Linked DNA regions of Mus musculus: regions 1 and 3 are each linked to region 2. The links are chromatin contacts, called in public promoter capture Hi-C maps. All regions are on one chromosome and are shown on one strand. Each heading gives the region's core, a stretch centred on a gene start, on an enhancer-like site or on the middle of the called end of the contact. The rest is flanking DNA. Distances are from core to core; before and after follow the strand shown.

Region 1 (4,600 bases), core at 911-3,410, 2.0 Mb before region 2:
CGATACCTGGAAAGCATTTACTGACTATGACGTCATACATTTGAAAACCTATGATTCCAAAAAGGTACTGGAAACCTGGTGAAATGTCTTTAAGTGACTGCCAAGTGCAAGTGACTAACTCATATAGTAAAGATTTAATTTGAGTTTCTTTTGGCTGTTACCATCGCTCTGACTTCATGGTGGTTTTGTTGTTTGTTTGTTTGTTTGCTTGCTTGCTTGTTTTTTTGATTTTTGTGGCTAGAATTTTTATAAAGAAACCTTAAAACCTTAGAAAGGTTTACTTTGTAAAATGAGGACTGCTCTTTTGGCTTGAAGGGTGCATCCCTTACTGTGATGTCCTATAAAGGGCTCACCTTACTATGGTGTTGTCTATCCTGAAAAGGGCACAGACCTTGCTGTGGTGTCTACCCTATGAAGGGTGCATACCTTGCAGTGGTATCCTATAAAGAGCACACACTTTACTGCGCTGCCTACCCTATGAAGGGTGCGTACCTTCCAGTGGTGTCCTATGAAGGGCGCTCACCTTACTGTGCTATCTTCTAAACTGTCTTCCTTCTTAGGTGTGTTTTAAAGAAGCCGTGTTTTCGTTGCTGCCCCGCATGCGGTACGGGCTGTTCTATAACACGCCTCTGGTAAGCATCTAAGACATCCTTACACTTCTTGCGATCACCTGAAGTCCCAGGGCAGGGGTGTTTGCTGGCGTGTGAACTGGTGCTTTTGTTTTAGATCTCTGGCTGTCAGAATACAGGATTATTCAGAGCCTTCTCCCAGCATGTGCTGCATAGGCTGAACATCACTCAAGAGGGACCCAAGGTAATGGATGTGCTATGGGGTCTGAGGTAGGCTTGGGTATTCATCTCTAATGCCACCTTTGTAGATAAACAAGCAAGCCGGAGGCAGTGCTTGCTATGATAACGTTGCTGAATCTGTAGTCCTCTGAATTCAGGAGTCAGTAGCCACCGCAGATAAGCTAAAGGGTACTGTAAGAATATCCTTTATTCTCCTTGTCCGTTGTCTATTTCTTTACCCATGTCTCCCTATTTTCTCCCATTTAACTCATGTAATCCCTGCTAAAAACAATCTACCCCACAAACCAACAAAGAAGTAGTAGTGTAATGAACAGGTTTTATCTTCCATGGCTAAAGTGGAACACTTATATGTATTCATAATCAGCATATAATAACTGCACACATTTCTAGGGTGCAGTGTTATAGTTTGACACATGGCACAGTATAATTATCCAAGCATTTTTGTTACTTCAAGCATCAATCTTGCCTTTGTTGTGGGAGCATTCTAAATTTTTCCTTTTAGCTTTGTTAGAAATAGTATATTATTGTCAAGCCTATTAACACTACAGTGATTTTGACAGCAAACCCCAATTCTCCTATATCCATAATGTGTATCTGATTTCTTTCTTTCCCGTGTCCACTATCTACTGGTCTATAGTATTCTCCAGCATTTAATTGTGGACACCTATGAGATCAGCTCCTTTAGCTTCTGCATCTGACCAAGAGCATGTGCCTGCCTCATGTTAACATAATGTTAATCCATGTCCCTCTATACTGCAATATGACATGTTTTGTCCCATGTACAGTTGAGTATTAATTCATTGAATAGATGTACTTTCTTGTAAAGTAGATATATATTTTTATTTCCTGAGATAATGGATAATGGTTAAGGAGCCAGGCTACTATTCACCCTGTCTCCTTAGTGAGTTTCACCTCTCTGGGAAATTGCATTTGAGATTTGGGTTGTCTTTTTTTTTATTTTTTTTTCTATTGTCTGAGCATATCCAATATTATTCCAACTTTTCATTTTGATTGCAGGATGGCAAAGTTCGAGTTACCATTCTTGCACGCAGCACAGAATACCGGAAAATCCTGAACCAAGACGAGGTTAGTGCTTTGGTATGAACTTTTAATAGTGACTTTGCCTTCCTTGGCTAATGCTCTCTCTCTCTCTCTCTCCCCCCCTCTCTCTCTGCAGTAGAAGTTTTTATTTGAAGCTATTAGTTTCTAGAGATACATAATGGCCTGAGCCTACTGAAAACTGGCTTTTAGCTTCTCCAAACTCCCAACCCATCCAGATGTGCTCTACTGTACATGTTCACCTACATCAGCGCTAATATGGGCAAAACCAAAGCCAAACAAAACTGTGAGTCTTGTCTGGACTGCAACAGAAGGGTAAAAAATTCCCCCTTCAGGCAAACTAGTAACAACATGCAAACACGCCTTTTGAGAGATGATTGGTGTTGCCTGGTATTTCCGTAGCATCTGGCAATACATACATTGAAAGGGGTTCCATCTGCTTGAGTGGATAAATGTCTCAGAAACTGCTCCTGGGCATAATTCATTTCAGCTGCACAAAATCATACATTGCATCCAGCCTCATACTGGGCAGGTAATCATGGGAGCCTTGACAGTGAGACTGTTCTTCACTGTTAGCCCTCTCACAGCAGATGGATGCAAAAGGAGGTTGAGTGTGCCTATGAGCCCAGGCTATCAGGAAAGGGCAGGCCAGGGGATAGCCTCAAACTAGGGGGAAGAAAGTTCAGGGAAAGGCCCAGTGCCAGCACCTGCTATGGTGCAGGCCTGATACTTTCAGAATCCATGGGCAGACGGTACAAACGCTACTCCTAATGGCAAGCCCAAGAGCATGCTGCTTGTCCTTGAAGCAGGATATGGACTCCAAAGGGTATGCACAAGGGCAATGGTGCTTTGACTACATTTTGACCAGTGAACAGAGAATAAGACTCAGATATATATATATATATATATATATATATATATATATATATATATATATATATACACACACACACAAACACACGCACATACACACACACACACACACACAAATATATAGCGCCCAGGCTCACCTTAAGCTCATTATGTAGGTCTGGCTGGTCTAGAACTCCCAGTCCTGCTGCCTCAGCCTCAGGAGTACAACCTGGCTCCCAGGAGGTCTGGTTAAATGATAGTTACTGCAAACTTAGCCTGGTACAATGTTTGTTGAGACACTGCTGTGTGGCTAGAGGCTAGAGAAAGGACATATTCTGGGGCTTGCACGCACTCGTGATTTCTCTGATGGGAGTCTCCCTTGTTAAATGAAGAAGGGTCCTGCTGCCTAATTAGTTCTCTCTTGGGGGGAAATGTGACTGTAGAGAAACACTTCCATCTTGTGACTGCCCGTGTGCTGTCCAGTTGTGCATACATGCGTATGAACTGGGGGTAGCAATTAGACTGCATTCAGTGATTCGGATGCTCTGCTTACGGTTAGAGATGGTGTGGTCAGAAGTTCAGGGTGTTGTTCTCTCCCTTCCTCTCCCCTTCTCTCTCTTTCTTTGCTAGGGATTGAACCAAGTCGAGATCAAGGCATTTTGTAGCCACGGACACTGCTGATGTTGTGTAGGGTTGCCTGGTAGAGATGTAAGCCGTCAATGTCAGGGGCTCTCAGAATCACGGTGCTGCTTTGACAGCTCGCTGTTCCTGCTCTCTTACTTTCTGCCTGCCAGAATCAGAGCCAAAGAGATTTTAGAAATTACAGGGAAATAGACTTCTTTTCTGCCAAAACTTTAATATTTTCACAGGATGGTCCCCAGTGTCCTAGTGGTTTCTTTGAAATGAGACAATGGGTGGAAAGAGCCATGTCAACATAGCGTCAGGAACATTGTGTCCCCTCATTCTCAAAGCACCAGGTGCTCTGAAATGATAAGAAATAGGGTGAGGAAGTCAAGAGATACAGTCGGTCAGCATTTGAATTTAAATAAGGTCTAAAATGATAGACATAAACGATATGTGATGCATGCAAATTTTTATCTGCAAAAAAATTAAGAAACGTTAGGAGTTGGGGAGATGGCTCAGTGGGTCAGGGGGCATGTTGTGAAAGCAAGATGATCTAAGTTCAAATCTCCAGCACTGACTTAGAAGCCAGGCATGGCTGCATGAGTGTATAACCCCAGTATTGGGAACCAGCAACATGCAGATCCTAGGAGCTCATTGGCCAGACAGTCTACCCAAAACAGTGAGCTTCAGGGTCAGTGAGAGAGCCTGACTCAGAATATTAAAAAGAAGGGACTAGAAAAATGGCTCAGTAACAAAGGACCTACTGTGCAGGCATGTGGACCTGAGTCTGGATCCCCACCATGGGGATCAGGAGGTGAGGTGGGCAGCAGGGTGACTCTCCAAAGATCACTGAGCAGCCAGTCTAAGTAAATTGGAGCTTCTGGGTTCAGGGAGAGGCTTTGCCTCAGAAAAGATTAAGAACCATGGAGGAAAGACACCTAGTATTGACGTTGGGCCTCCAAATATATTTACACATGTACATGTCCACACAGCCACACTGACATGTACAACACGTGCACGCACACACACACTACACACATACATACATACCACAAAAAAAAAAAACATCAAAATGTAAAGTGATAGAGAAAGACTCTGATGTCCTCTGGCTTCTGTATACATGAATACTGGTAACTTGCATGCGCATGCATGAGTGTGCATGCACGCACGCGCGCGCGCGCAAATACACACACACACACACACACACACACACACTCTCTCTCTCGCACATGCACACGCACATGCATACACACACA
Region 2 (4,763 bases), core at 2,208-4,707:
TCTGAAGTCACACTCTATCTTTCAAGTACTTCTGTATCTCCCTGACTCTCCTATATCCCTAAGTAACATCCCTGCAATTTATTGCTCTAATCCAGATAGCCACTTGCCTTGATATTCCTTGACAACTGTACTTTACTTTCTTGAAAAAAATCTCTCTGGGTACATAAAATTAATAAGATTCATATAGGCATCTCTTGTTTAATTAGATCTTGTGCTAACTGGGTTTCTCAGTTTCACCAGAGTCCACACAAGAACTGGGGGAGGCAGAGGGGCAAGATTCTGTTCTTATATGCTAGCTCTGGAAGGAGAAATTGTGACATATTTCCGATCTGACTGTCCTTGTAGCACCCATCCAAGCTTCTAGTCAAATTGCCTTATGGATAATGGACCTTATATTATCATGTCTCAGAAAAAGTTCAAGATACCATTAAGATAGCAAAATGAGTCCTAAGCACAGTAAGTCAGTCTAATAAAATCTGTGACGGCCCAAGGAAAGCTGTATTGTGTGGACAAAGTAGATTTCCCCTCAGAAAGAGCACGGCATTCTTCAAAGGGCTACACTTTTCACCTACACCTTCTAAAAGACTGCTTACTCTTGGGCACTTTGAAAACCCTTCCTTAATAGATATACCTCATTTTCTCAGTTAAGTTCCTGTACTTTACCTATTTATATCTACACAAAAAGTTATGGCAGGGTTAATATGCTTTTTTTTCTAAAGAGTTTAACATTTAACACATCACTGATTCTTTGGAAATTATTTTTAAATTCCCCAATGTCCAACCTTAAGACTGAGCTTCTTAGATGGGTGCAGTGGTGTATGATCGCACTTAGTGGAAGGCTGAAGTGCGGGGGCATCCTCAACAACAGTAAATTCTGAGTAGCCTAGGCATACACTTTTAAGACAGTTTGGTTTTTGTTCTTGTTTTAAGTGAGTATATTTTTGAATCTTCTTTCCCCAACACAGATAGAATACTTGGAGCTTTAAGTAGGACTTACTTGTAAACATCATTACCTTTCCTTAAGGTTTCATTCTAAAGAAACTTTTGTTGTTACTATGCTGAGACAAGGGCTTTTCATACAGCACTGATTGTCCTGAAACTATGTGGACTAGGCTGGCCTCAAACTCAGAGATTCCCCTGCTTCTGGCTCCCCACATGCTGGGATTAAAAGCATGCACTCCCATATCCATTCAATGTATTTATTTATTTACTTTTACTATTCAAAGGGAATATAGTTTTGTTTCATTAAAAAAAAAAACAGAAACTTGAATGGAGACCCACTTGATCCATTTTGTTAAGTGTCACACAATAAGAAGTCTAATTTTAGAATAAAATCTAGTTCTGCCATTTGAATGACTTAGATATCACTCATCTGGATCTTTTCATACACATATGGGCATAACTGTATAAGCACAAGATTATTAGGATTATTGAAGACAATACATATCAAGTAAGCTTCACTCAGAGTTTGGTAAGGAACAAGCGTGCCATATATTCAAATACACACATGACAAGCAGCAGTGGCTTCTAATGCCAAGCCAACCTGTGTTCTGGACATTTCATCTTTTTTCTTTCCAGCTTTCTATCCTGTAATAATTAATACTTGGTTCAATGACCTACCCCAGGCAAGTCTAAACGATTTTCAATATCAAAACTGATGTAACTGTATTTGACCCAGCATTCTGAGAAAGAGGGACCAGAAACTAATGAATGCAACATTACAGTGGGATGGATAAGCACCTTATAAGCACCTCAAAAGATAGAGCAAGAGTGTGGCTGACAAGATAGTCTTCCTATCATTCACGAACCACTTCTGTATGCTGAAGGGCTTTTAGAAGGAAGTACCTGAAACAAAACCGATTCCAATCATCTGTTCTTAGACTAAAAACTTAGTTTTCAGACTTGAGTTCAAATAAAACTTTCACTTTTCAACATTTTATGGCAAAAGGGACAAAAAGAGAGTTTAGAAAGCATGAACTATTTCTGGGAATCTTGGAAAGTAAGACATAAATAACCTGTATTTTATTTCACTACTCTTCACAAAACTCCATGGCATTAAAACAATCTTAAAATCCTAGTTTATTTATAAAGGAGCAAGTTCCTATGTTTTAAACTCAAAAAAAAAAAAAAAAAAAAAAAGTCCTATGTACTAAAAACCGGGGGTGGGGGGTGGGGAAACATCAGAAATATTTAAAATTCTAGATCATTTCAATGATTGATTGAAACACTGTATATCCCCGTTGCCCAGTACAGCAGCCACCAGCCACACTTAGTTGTCTGTGCACGTGACATGTTTTAGTGTCGCCACTGATTTTAATTTTAAAGCATTATAATTTTTTTCAAATGTGGCTGGCAGCATACATAGTATGAATACCTCACAAGTCCACTAACTTAAAATCCAACTATCTAAACTCTGGAATCCCACCTCAAAACAGGGGCTCATTAGTAAGACAAGCAAGACCTGTTACCTACTCTCAGAAAATAAACACCTGGTTTGCCTTTATGTATTTGTCCCAACTCAGTACCACAATCAAGTGGCTAACACTGGGTTGAAAGGGAGTCTTGTACGGATAGTAATATATAAGTTTCTACCGTCGTCATACCTGAAGTAGGGGCTGATTGCAGCAAGAACGTTTCTATGACAGGAAAATGTTTTCCCGTGATCCACTTCCACTACAATGTCTGTCAACTGTCCTTCATCGTACATTGTTTTGAGTTGCTTAAGAATACTGCAAGCATGGAAAGGATCCATGGTATCGTTGGCTGTGTCTGAAGATGGAATCCCATTCGGTGTTGGGGAAGACTTACTTAAATCTAGGAGAAAAATCGCACAACCACAAGAAGTTCGAAGCCAGTTTACGGCATCGTGGGTTTTTTTCCCCCCCACCCCGTACACAAACGTCCGTGTGTGGGCACAGGAGCGCCGACACAGGCTCTAGGAGCCGAGAGCTCAACAAGGGCGAACAAGTTCCCAGGCCGGCGCGCTCCTCCGGAGCCCGGCGAGCCCGGACCGCCGCGCTCGCGGAGGGAGCGTGTGAGGCGAGCCAGCCGAGCCGGCAGCGGCGGCGATGCGCGGGGACTCGGCTCCGGGTCGAGCGCGGGACGGAAGGCTCCCGAGGGCAGCGCGATCGAGGGCGACTGCCAGGGCACCCCTCAACCGCCTCGCGGGCGGCCGGTACCCAGACGCCCCATCTTCGCGGGCGCGCCGCCCACCGCCCTCCTCCCCATTCATCCTCGCCTCCGCGCCCGCCGTCTCTCCATCCTTCCCTCCCGCCTTAAGGCCGCCGCTTCAGGTTGTGGCCGGCGCCCGCGCTCCTGCTTCCCTCCTCCGACACTGCGGGCGGCCGCACCACGCCACCCACCTGCCGACGCGGCCATTACTACAGGGGCCCCGGCTCCGGTTATTTAAAGAGGAAATGTCATTGCGTTTCGCTCGCTCCCGGGTTCCGGCTCTGCTAAGCGTTGCCTAGCCAATGAGGGTGGCTGACCGAGTCGGCTCCTCCCCGAGCCTCAAAATACCTGGCTCTGATTGGTCAGTGCGCGATTACCAGCGCGTCGGGAAATGTAGTTTTAAGGCCCCCGTTCCCGCGTGCTCCTAGTCGGACAGAGGCCCAAGCCGAGCATTTCTATTGGCTAGCTGGGCGGAGGAGCGCCCCGAGCCCGCCAGCCTGTGCCTTGAGATGCACAGCGCCCGCTGGGAAATGTAGTCATCTGGCTGAGGCGAACTGTCACTCTGAGGAGTGAGGTAGGAAAAGCTCTTATTGAGCAAATTTCCCCGGCAAGGGCCTCTCTCCTAGTCTCGACTCCACTTTAAAAATAATTGTCTTCATACCCCAAATTCCCTATCCGTGACTAGATTCTGGTATGAAAACGCGCTCTGCACGAGGGCTATGAAACTCCGAAAAGTTGGAAATGGTCAGGAGGGCTGTTATCCAAAAATACAAAGGATATAAGACAACCCCCCCCCCCCCAACACACACACACACACCATCGATAGGTCTCTGATGAGTCACCTGTAACGCCCACTTGAAATTGCATCCCCTTAGCCACATGCCCCGCTTTTCACAGATCAACTGGGTCTGGTTACATGGCCACTCAGGACCTGAATCCACTTGGCTTGCATTTCTAGCACACCAGGAAACACCTGTCACACCGAAGAGCGCTCGAGTACTCAAGGGAGACTCGGATAATTGATTTCCCCTGGGCTTCTTGAACGTGAAGAGGGCCTCCGGCTTTCCTGTGAAGAGATGCTGGAGAGAGGCTGAGCCTGGCGCTCCTCTGGACCGTGCTCAACCCTGGCTCTTGCACAAGCTCTTCCAGCCCTTGAACCTCTCTTATAACAGCGAGCACTCGGCATTCAGTCTACTTCATAGTTTTTTGCAAGAAAGCAGGGGTTTTATTGTTGACCTATTTTTTTTTCTTCTCCTATTGTGTGTGTGTGTGTGTGTGTGTGTCTGTCTGTCTGTCTGTCTGTCTGAGTCTCTGTGTGTGTGCATTTGTATCTGTGGTTTGGTGTTTTGTTTTGTTTTGTTTTGTTTGCACGAGTGGATGTACATGTTGGGGGGCGGTGCAGGTGCACGTGGAGGCCGGAGATTGGTGTCAGAAATCCTACAACGCTGCTTTTCTACCTTATACAGTGAAGCATGGTCTCTCAATCGAAACCCAGAGATATTAACTCTCTCTCTCTCTCTCTCTCTCTCTCTCTCTCTCTCTCTCTCTCTCTCTCTCTCTCTCGGCATGGCAAGCACTTTAATCACGGAGCC
Region 3 (4,661 bases), core at 796-3,295, 2.1 Mb before region 2:
TTTTCAGGTACACATAGATCTTCGAAGAACTAGGACCTGGGTTCAACAGAAGCATCCTCTAGCCACAAGTCTGTCATTAACATGCTCAAAATTGCAATACTGTGGGATAAAGTTACTGGAAGATAACTTGCCATGGATATGAAATTTTTTGTTGTTAAGGAAAAGTCTTATAGCTTAGCTTCTTGCAGTGCAAAACAGATACTCAGGGAGCAGGCAGATAATGTGTTGTACAGAGCTCTTAGAATGAGTTGGCAGATACATGGAAAATTGTGTGAAAATAATTGTCAAAGGAAATTTTAGTTCAGTCATTCTTTGTCACTAGGTGACACCCGTGGAAAAAGGATTAGCACCCTATTAAGAGGTCTAAGGATGGTGCCATTGCCCTTTAAAACAGAATGTACATACTACCAAATGCCAGCTCTGAACCAGAATAGGGCTCTTAAGCCCTTTAGGATGCAACTAACCCTCCCTCCCTCCCTCCCTCCCTCCCTCCCTCCCTCCCTCCCTCCCTCCCTTCCTTAATTAGAATAGAGTCATTGCAGATATAATACAGAGGACCCAATCTGATAAGGTAGGCATCCCTATTAGAAGAGGTGAGAGGGATGTGGGAGGAAGATTAGACAATGGAGTGCTGTACCTGTACCCAGGGAACAAAAGGATTGACTGCAGACTTGAAGCTAGGAGAAGCATGGTGCATTCTCCATGAAGATTTCAGAGGGAGGACAGCTCCAGTGAACAACTTCAGACTTCTGGCTCCAAACCACAAAAGCATTTCTGTCATTTTAAGCCATCCTGTTAGTAGTTCTGGTAGTCCTAGGGAATGTTTTGGGGGATAAAATTACATTTCCCCTTTCCCTTCCGTCCCTCTAAACTTTTTCATAGACCTCTATTGCTCTCTCTCAAATTAAGTCTCTTTTATTAACTGTTAAGTATATAAGTGTGTATACATATGCGTTCTCAAATGCATTAATTAGTACAACCCTCAGTCTGTATGATGATTTCGGGGCTGCTCATTTGGTAGTGTGTAACCTTCCCAGGGGAAGATTTACCCCATTCCTAGCTTCGGCATTCCTTAAGTACCCGTGGTTCTTTGTGTAGGGTAGGAGTCTCTTTTCACAAAGGGCTAATGCTTGAATTAAATTTAGCCTTTAAATGCTGGTAGAAAATTTTTCTTTAGCATTATTAGAACCAAACCAAACAGCTGCTGACTGGACAAGGAAGGCCATCGACTTTAAATTTTCTCCCATGACCAAGTGTGGGAAAGAGAGCATACAAGCTGTATCTTTTAGGCAGTGTGCACAGTATGTACTGATGGGTTAATATTTTATTGCTTGCCAAGTGGCTTAACCCATCCAAACCGCTGTTACAAACTGCCATAAAGTGGCTGGCTCATAGGCTACAGAAACTTGATTTTTACTGTTCTTGTGACTGGGAGGTCCAAGACGAGCACAGCTGATGAGAGCCATCTATTTCTAGTTCATGGCTGGCGTGACCTTGGTATGTTATGCTTGAGAGGGCGTAGGCACCTCTTAATAGGGCATTCATCTCTTTCCCGTGGGTGTCACAGTCATCTCGTGACCCAGAAAGTTCCTTAAAGCCCCACCTCTTAACATAGGAGTGTGCTGATGAACGCCATTCAGATGACAGAATTAGGTTGAGAGGGAGGTGGTTTCATCTGTTAATGTTCCAGGACCTGGGGACCGTGCCCATCAAGTCAGGCATAGACATCCAGGCCAGGCGAGAACTGGCCAACTACTTTTTGAGTACCAAGATTAATAAGTGTGAGGCCTAGCCGCCGGGATTATAGCGAGGCACACGCGGCTCTGGTCGCTCCCGGAGGTCTGGGCCTCGGCGCAGATCGCGTCCCTCAGTTGAGAACGGCCATGAAGCCCAGAGGCGGCTGGTAACTAAGGGCTCCGCTCCGCTCCCGGATGTGGCTTCACGCTACCGCCTCCGTCCTTCCGTCTGGGCGGAACTCGGCTCCCGGATCTGGTGGTTGTGTACGTGGAAGGGCGGCGCATGCGCGGCGGGGCCCGGCTCAGCTGTGCGGAAGGCTCGCAGCGCCGCGCGGCCGCGGGAGGCGGTGGGGCCGGGGCCGCCGCTGAGGCCGCCGGAGCCGGCCGGAGCCGGCGCTGAGGAGGGGCCATGAGCTGGTTCAATGCCTCGCAGTTGTCCAGCTTCGCCAAGCAGGCCCTGTCCCAGGCCCAGAAGTCCATCGACAGGGTCCTGGACATCCAGGAGGAGGAGCCGAGCGCCTGGGCCGAGGCCATCCCGTACGGCGAGCCGGGTAAGCGGGTCCCGGGGTGTCGCGCCTGCCTGCCTGCCTGCTGTCGGACCCCAGTCCCGCACGCCTCGGCCCCGGTGCGGGTCCTGCTGACCTCAGGTGTCAGCTCGAGCTCTGGTCCTGGCCCCAGGCCCCTGACTACAGAGTCAGGAGCACAGCCCCAGATCCCCAATTGCTAGGCGTCTTCCGCCTTGGCGCCCTAGGTCCGAGCCTTGTAAATCCCCAGTCCCGGAGCCCCGCGGGAAGCGTTTAAGGAACACAAAAGACTTTGTTTACAAAAAGTTCACCGTCTCAAAACAACCCGAGTCAGGGATGGTAGACCCCGTGTTCTACAGAGGAGCTAACCGAAACTCAGAATGCATAACTTTCTCCAGGTGAGGCACAGTCTGTACGGGGCAGAGTCCCAAGAGAATTTGTGCTCCAAGAGTTCCCAACTGTAGCCCTTTTTGCAGCACCAGATCTTTCAGATGAACTGAAATTACTCTTTCCAGGATTATTCGGTTGCTTGTGTCTTTACGTCTAAGGGAGTCTGGAGCACTTTTCGTGTGTAGCAACAGACACTGGGGCAAACCTTTGGATGAAAGTTAACTGTGGTTTCTGGTTTTAGATGTACATTGTTGAAAACTCGGGACCTAAGTTGAATCATTGATAACGTAGTTTATGTATGACTGTAGATATATCGTGATCTTATTTCATTCTCTGTGGCACCTTGCTATTGGGAAGCTCGCCTTTTTGTGGTTGGACCCCAGAGCTGGAGTTACTAAACTTAAGATCAGATGTTTCAAATAAAAAGATACTCATTATCCCCCGCCCCGGGCGAAATCTGAGACATGGATAGTGCTGTATAATTTATTTTAGAGGGCAGGTTGTCTGAAATGGAATATGCTTTCTTGAATGCTATTTTCATTGATCATCTGTTGTGTTTTAGATTACAAAACAACATGGGTCTGAAGAATAGGAATAGTTTAAGTGGATGTGTGGTTACTATAATTTTGTACCACATTTTTCAAGAGGCAAAGTTAAACCCTGGTATCCGTGAGGATGCTAATTAGCTACCTCGAAGACCTAATCTTGCCTTAAGCTTTGTTTTCTGGTTTCACACACTGAACAAATAAATGTAAAACTCTGTTCCCAGTTCAGTTTCCCCAACACTCTTCATTCCTCATAGCTGTGGAATCACGTTAAGAGGCAGATTTTATTAAAGGGCTTCTTGAGTTGTTTTTTTTTTTTTTTTCTTCCTCAGGAAGTCTGTGTACCCTTTCCATAAGCTTCTAATTGCAGAGTTTTGGTAATTTTGCTATCTTAAAAAATGTGGAAAAAATAATTTGGGGTTTAAGAGAGGGGAACTTGCAGACTGGTCATTAAGTACATAAAAGTGAATTCATTCACTAGAACTCACTGTTCTCATCAGTTTAATTATGATTTTTGAAAAAGACTGTCTCTATTATCTCAGGTTAAGTTTTGAGCATTGCTGTCTGTTTAGTTTATAATGTTACAAGAATAAAATGAGCGTGTGGCTGGATAGTGCTGTGACTGCATGTGCCTGTTAGTGAAGATTTGAACTGTCTTTGTGAGATGAGCCATGTGCCTGGGATTTCACACTGGCTGTACAGCCTTGATCACTACTTTAAGCATGTATTCCGAGGGGCTAGCATACTTGCTTTGGCCTGGCAAAACCAAGTCTGGTCTTGTACTTGTTCCTGAGACTCTCATAGGTTGGCCCACACTGGTTTTATTCTTTAACGCCCAAAGTTAACCTGGAAACTAATAAAGTGATGCTGTAAGGAAAGAGTCTAACTTTTCCGAGTTACAGGGTGCAGTTCATAAATTCCCTTTGCTCCCACTTGATGACTGATGATGATTTAAATACGAATGCTAACATTCTTTACTTAATGAACTAATTTATTTTGTCAAAGGAATAAGTCCCCCTGTGAGTGGAGGATGGGACACTTCAACCTGGGGATTGAACTCAACAAGCAGCGAACCTCAGAGTCCCCCAACAGCCTCTCAAGCAATTACAAAGCCAGTTCGAAGGACTGTAGTAGATGAATCTGAAAATTTCTTCAGTGCCTTTCTCTCTCCGTCGGATGCCCATACCATTCAGAAGAGCCCAGTGGTATCAAAACCTCCATCTAAATCCCAGCGGCCAGAGGAAGAAGTGAAAAGCAGCTTACAAGAATCGTCATCTCCTGGCCAGTCCAGAGTTTCTGAGACAGCTGAAGTGAGAGACTCCGTGTGTGTTTCTGGAGAGACTTCAGCCGTGGGCACTCCCTCACCTGTACCTGAAGACAAGCATGAAGAAACGGCAGGTGAAGAGTCTGAGGTGAAGGTGCCCACTGTGAGATTGAAGGCGTCTGAAAACGTAGTTAATGTAAAC

Evidence for each region. Promoter capture Hi-C pulls out the DNA fragments that hold promoters and counts their contacts.
Region 1: a promoter capture Hi-C map of hippocampal neurons shows a contact between it and region 2, with 14 times the contacts expected there. The contact joins the enhancer-like site here to the promoter of Kbtbd8 in region 2. A contact is called at or near these places in 14 of 39 promoter capture datasets (the 3T3-L1 cell line, 3T3-L1-derived adipocytes, the C10 cell line and 9 more), 11 of 484 Hi-C or Micro-C datasets (the C2C12 cell line, the N1E-115 cell line, cortical neurons and 5 more), 13 of 115 datasets of contacts at active chromatin or transcription factors (astrocytes, embryonic forebrain, embryonic stem cells and 5 more) and 2 of 9 other capture datasets (adipose tissue and embryonic stem cells).
Region 3: a promoter capture Hi-C map of pre-B cells shows a contact between it and region 2, with 12 times the contacts expected there. The contact joins the promoter of Tmf1 here to the promoter of Kbtbd8 in region 2. A contact is called at or near these places in 14 of 39 promoter capture datasets (the 3T3-L1 cell line, the C10 cell line, cranial neural crest and 9 more), 4 of 484 Hi-C or Micro-C datasets (CD4 T cells, CD8 T cells and regulatory T cells), 3 of 115 datasets of contacts at active chromatin or transcription factors (embryonic stem cells and large pre-B cells) and 2 of 9 other capture datasets (adipose tissue and liver).

The regions. Positions count from the first base shown.
Region 1 is chr6:97,116,176-97,120,775 of GRCm38.p6, reverse strand. It overlaps Eogt (EGF domain-specific O-linked N-acetylglucosamine (GlcNAc) transferase), which reads left to right. Exons shown (of 18, transcript NM_175313.5): 11 at 1-64; 12 at 561-632; 13 at 727-813; 14 at 1,827-1,895. Among named protein-coding and RNA genes, the nearest start is that of Eogt, 30 kb to the left of the region's middle. Within about 2 kb of position 2,160, at least 4 of the 459 cell types and tissues checked have an H3K27ac peak or open chromatin away from gene starts, as enhancers often do.
Region 2 is chr6:95,116,574-95,121,336 of GRCm38.p6, reverse strand. Kbtbd8 (kelch repeat and BTB (POZ) domain containing 8) reads right to left here and starts at 3,457. Exons shown (of 4, transcript NM_001008785.5): 1 at 3,363-3,457; 2 at 2,604-2,814. The coding sequence starts at 3,378. Kbtbd8os (kelch repeat and BTB (POZ) domain containing 8, opposite strand) reads left to right here and starts at 3,706. Exons shown (of 2, transcript NR_153843.1): 1 at 3,706-3,745.
Region 3 is chr6:97,176,508-97,181,168 of GRCm38.p6, reverse strand. It overlaps Tmf1 (TATA element modulatory factor 1), which reads left to right and starts at 2,045. Exons shown (of 17, transcript NM_001081111.2): 1 at 2,045-2,287; 2 at 4,201-4,661. The coding sequence starts at 2,146.